Regions from separate parts of the Bombyx mori genome. Here region 1 is linked to region 2. A link is a contact called in public Hi-C data. All regions are on one chromosome and are shown on one strand. The core of a region is the stretch at or near the end of the contact, and the rest is flanking DNA. Distances in the headings are between cores, read along the strand shown. Region 1 holds the start of LOC101740041 (rho GTPase-activating protein Graf). Region 2 overlaps LOC101740041 (rho GTPase-activating protein Graf).

Evidence for each region. Hi-C and Micro-C count contacts between places; a contact is called where the count stands out from the background.
Region 1: a contact with region 2 is called in a Hi-C map of whole pupa, with 2.0 times the contacts expected there. The contact joins the promoter of LOC101740041 here to the enhancer-like site in region 2. A contact is called at or near these places in 4 of 7 Hi-C or Micro-C datasets (middle silk gland, midgut and whole pupa).

Annotation. Positions count from the first base shown.
Region 1 is chr14:1,630,376-1,633,075 of ASM3026992v2, forward strand. It overlaps LOC101740041 (rho GTPase-activating protein Graf), which reads right to left and starts at 1,286. Exons shown (of 17, transcript XM_038015543.2): 1 at 847-1,286. The coding sequence starts at 1,012.
Region 2 is chr14:1,586,841-1,589,540 of ASM3026992v2, forward strand. It overlaps LOC101740041 (rho GTPase-activating protein Graf), which reads right to left. Exons shown (of 17, transcript XM_038015543.2): 8 at 2,533-2,633; 9 at 2,258-2,449; 10 at 1,576-1,688; 11 at 1,314-1,507; 12 at 634-739. Among protein-coding and RNA genes, the nearest start is that of LOC101739907, 27 kb to the left of the region's middle. Within about 2 kb of position 1,336, at least 3 of the 8 cell types and tissues checked have open chromatin away from gene starts, as enhancers often do.

The sequences.
Region 1 (2,700 bases), core at 36-2,535, 43 kb after region 2:
GAAGTTCAATTAATAACATCCAATTGTTGATACTAATACCAAATTAGACGGACCTTTAATTACAATGGTAAATGTCGCGTATTAAGCAAAATGTTTCTTAAAACAAATAGCCTTTCACTGTCCAAATAAAAAATCACAGATACTCAATTGGCGTAAATCTCTTTTTTTTAGTTGTTCTTGAAGTGATAACATAAAGACAGATCCTAGCTTGGCACCATTACTTATGGACTATGTTGGTTGTTATGGTTATTAACAGTATCAATAAACTGCCCAAACATGGTCAGTTTACTGACACTTGCTCTAACATTGATTAACTTATGTGCAATTATTGACTACAAATTCAATTATGTCGATTTAATTCATCACAATTATAACCCAAATATCATTCTTATTCTTCACCTTATCCCACTAGGTGGGACTGGCAGAGCTAATTTTTCTCTTCCATTCTATTCTATCAGCTGTCAGCTCAACACTCACTCATCTCAAATATCATTATCAAAGTTGAAATATATTATAAGAGTTATAGATATATTTTAACCTGCAGTTTCACTAGTATTAAATCAAGAATAAATGAATTAACTTGATATATTGATAGCATGGTTCTGTGATTATAATAATATATATCTTTGGCTTGACATAGGATAACAGAAAAAGTTAAATATAATGATTTTAATGTACAGACGTAATATCGTCACACTTCTGTATTAGTTGTATGATAAACTATAACGGGCGGGGATGTACAGTGCCGAACTATGCAACACGTAGAGCATTCTTTGTGTCGCGTGAATAATTTGACCTTAACACTTTCGAGCGGTGCGCGGTCGCAGGTGAAGGGTTCGCACTCACGTTTAGCTGCCTGCACGACATCCTTGACTTCTTTGATGAGCCGCTTGATCTGCTGGCTGGTTCGTTCTAGTTCCTTTTCGTGACGTTGGAGATTCTCGCGGAACTGAGGGCTGTCCGCGAGGCACTCGGTGAACTCTAGAGGCTGCAGACCCACGCCCATCGTCATCCACTATCCACTCGTTTTATGATCACTCGCGGTCACAACACCTTGCACTTTCACCGACCGCCTATCGCGCGGGACATTGCGTTTTACCACTTCACACAGCTAACAACACTGATACGTTATTACGCTGACTTTAGTACCCTTATCTACGATGATATAAACAGAAAATTTGAAAAAAATACGGCAGTAAAATTCCGACAATACTGCACGATTACTGCGTAGCTGTCAAACTGTCAACACAAGGTAGCTTTTTGGGTCATAAGCGTCTTGATTTGATAAACTACCATAAAACATTAAGTCGTTAAATTGATTCAATTGATTCTCCTAAAAACCACTGTCTTAGGCTATTATAAGATAATTTCAGTGTGAAAAAACTCAAAACTTTATAAGCAATTCGAAAAGTCGAGGTAGAAAATAGGAAAAACTAATTGAACGTTTTATTTAAGTTTATTTACTGGTAATTATGTTAAAAATATTAACAGTAGCGATTCAGACTAACCATTACTATTGATTTTACCAAAAAATAATTTTAGTTTAGTTTTATTTGCTTAGTTTTTAATTTTAGTTTAATTTAAAATAATAACTACCAAAACATAACATTGAGAATTGGTAACACCATAGTCATGTGGCTAGTTGCGTTTCACGCAGATCATTTATTATGTCTTAGTCATAGATAATAATATATATTAGATAGACTGGTATATTGGTCTTAGTTCAATCAAACACATATTACATTTTTATTAAGTAGAAGGTATCAAAGCATGTTCGCTTTGAGAGAATTAATGATATAAAAACCTAAATTGATGGACTTGACGGACGGAAGGGACGAGTAAAGTTCGGTTATTAATTAAGGCAAGACGCGCTCCCTCACAGTACTTTTTCCACCATTAAACAAAAAAAAAACTATGAATAACTCTATAGCAATATAACTTAAATAAACTAAAAACAATATTTATAAACATTGTACCGGTTGTGTAGGTATTAAGTACTAGGATTCTCATATCTCATTCTCATTTTTGATTGGTGGTAGGATCTCTTGTGAGTCCGCGTTGGTAAGTACCACCGCCCCGCCTATTTGTGCCGTGAAGCAGTAATGCGTTTCAGTTCGAAGGGTGGGGCAGCCGTTGTAACTATACTTGAGACATCAGAGCTAATATCTCAAGGTGGGTAGCGCATTTACGTCGTAGATGTCTATGGGCTCCGGTAACCACTTAACACTAGGTGAACTGTGAGCTCGTCCACCCATATAAGCAATAAAAAAAAAACCTCGAAATGTCTTTGCATTTGTGACTTATAGAATAATAAAAATTGTTAAAAGCAATCACACAAGAACTTCATAACTGACACAAACTTTTCTTATGCGGGATTTACATTACGAAATTAGTGTCATGCATGTTGAGCTCAGTTTCACGAAAGTAGTTTCGATATATGCGAAAGTAATTTCGTTAAAAAGTTGTACTCCATCGTTAGTTTGTCATTTTCAACGCTTGAAGCGCGTCCGAACTAACAATACACACGTCCGCACTGCGGAGGCCCTTTCGCGACATTAGTTTCACGTCGCGTCTACACTATGAAATTAGTTGCATGACACTAATTTCACCAAACAATCGCGCAGGGCACGAAACTAATTTGCATGAATGAAATTAACGCATGCATTACGAAAGTATTAAATTACACGTGAAACTGTTGGT
Region 2 (2,700 bases), core at 86-2,585:
AACGTCCCAAGGCTGGTATTCACTTAACCTTAAAGCCTAAGTGGCCTCGCCCGCGACGACTTTTTGTAGCGATGTTGTCGCGCGTTTTGTAAGCGCGCTTCTGCCTCGCTACTATCGCGCGTTAGTCGCATTTGTAACGTGCGACAGAAGCTATGCAAACGCGCGGCTGTATCGCTGTAAGCGCGTACAAACATTTCTAGGTAGATCCTGAATCGCGACAGCATCGCGATAGTAGCGATACAGAATCTGGGCGAAGGTACACATCTAGGGGCAGCATCGCGGTTGTATCGATGAGAACGCGCGATAGCATCGCTACTGCAACGCTACAAAAAGTAGGCGCGGGCGAGGTCTCTAAGGTGTGTCCGGTGACAGCGTGTGTATTAGCCAGCAGCCTGGTGGTAGGACCACTTGTGAGTCTGCGCGAGTAGGTACCACCACCCAGCCTATTTCTGCCGTGAAGCAGTAATGTGTTTCGATTTGAAAGGCGGGGCAGCCGTTGTAACTATACTTGAGACCTTAGAACTTATATCTCAAGGTGGGTGGCGCATTTACGTCGTAGATGTCTATGGGCTTTAGTAACCGCTTCACACCAGGTGGGTTCACCCATGTAAGCAATAAAAAAAAAAACCGTACTTCCGCAGGTGTGCCAGCACCAGCAGCAGCATGTCCCGGTTGTGCGGCGGCAGCGCGCGCACCAGCTCGCACACGCCCGCCGCGCGCTCCGCCCGCCGCTCGCACTCTGCGGCACACGGCAAGCGTCACGCCGCGCACGTCACGCGGCGCTCGTCACGCGACACGCGGCTAGCGTCACGCGTCACGCGACACGCTAATGCATTACGTGATAAAACTCTACCGCGCACGAATTCGTACTACGAAAGGGGAACTTCTGAACAAAAATCTTGCATTTTATACTACACGCAATGTATAACTACACAACTTCGAAATATTTTGCATTACATTACGGATTCAAATAACAGACATTTATCAAAACGCTTAAGTAAATAATAGTGGCATCTCGCCTTCCCACTCAATACTCTCTCTATATCACCCTCTCTCACTCATTCTCTCACTCTCTCTCTCTCCCTCTCACTCTCTCTTACTCACTCTCTTTCTCTCATTTATCGTTGACTAATGACATCCCTATGAAAATATCAATAATAAAGTTACAACTCATATTCAGTGGTTTTCCACGCAACGTCCGACTGGAGCGCCACTCCCCGGGGCTCTCCGAGTACAGTCGGTGACGCAGTTGGTGACGACGGTGACCACCGATACTTATCATCTAGTTGCAGTGCGAGGAGCAGTGTACTGACTGACGACGGCGATGAAGCGGTCGTGCAGCGCGCGGGTGAGCAGCGGGTCGGGCAGCGCGCGCAGGTAGCTCTTGAGCGCGGAGGTCAGGGTCTTGGTCTCCCACTCCAGCGGGTCGTGGAGCGCGGGCGGCAGGCGGCGGCCCGGCGCGCCGCACGCCACCAGCCGCGACACCTTGGACGCCACGCCCGCCACCCTGCGGCAACACACGGTCGGGTCAGTCGCCGGGCTGCGGGGCCGCGGGGGCGCCGCCGGCTGCCTCACCTGTACAGTCCCTGCTCCTCCAGCCCCCTCGACTCTATCACGGATATCAGCTTCCGCACGAAGGCGAATCCCGTTTCGTCTAACGCAAACTCTTCACTGTTCACAGATGCTTTCTGTTAACAAGAGATTATGGCTATTAGAATAATTTAGTTAGAATAAGTTACTGGTGGTTGGACGTCTTGTGAGTCCGCACGGGTAGGTACCACCACTCCACCTATTTCTGCCGTTTGAAGGGTGGGACAGCCGGTGTAACTATACTGAGACCTTAGAACTTATCTCAAGGTGGGTGGCGCATTTACATTGTTGATGTCTATGGGCTCCAGTAACCACTTAACACCACAGGTAAGCTCTGAACTTGTCCACCCATCTAAGGATGCTAAGGATTGGAAGGAGAAGAGACTGTGCAAGCGCAACCTTGGTGCCGGTCGGAAGAGTTTCGTAACCGTCTCAGAGATGCAGCTAATACAAGCATCTTCCAGCTGATTTCTGTTATCGATGCGTTCCACGATAGATTTTTATCAATTAAAAATCTCAATTTTTTTTAAATATCACTGATTTTAATTTGAACTTCGTCAAATAAAATAGCCGAAAGCTGCGATCGTTTCATTCTCGAACTACCCTCAACTTTAATCCGCGTGAAGTACTCCAAGGCAATAGGGGGGGGGGGGGTAGTGTGACGCACCTGCGGGTGTCTCTCGGCGGGGGGCTCGTCGACGGCCGCGAGCCAGGCGGCGCGGTCCCGCTGCGAGAGCGCCTGCAGCGTGAGGGGGCTGCGCTCGCGGTCTGCGGGGATTGCCTCCCAGCACCAACGCCGCTCCGCCGCCTCACCGCAAGCCACGGCGCCGCACAGACACACGGCCTCGGGAGACCAGCTCTGCGGACCAGCCCACTCACTCAGACGACACACTTGTAACGAGAACAGCATTGGAACATCGAGCACTGGCGCGTCGGACGTACCGTTTTGACGTTGATCTGATTGTACGGCGTCAGGGTCAGGATCCGGGATCTCTTCTCGTACGTGCAGAACTGCTTGCTCCACGTCGTCGTACCGAAGGCCTCTGCAATCAAACGGAAGTAATACTTACATATTTTCTTCGAGCAAAGGCTCCTCGATATTTGACAGTC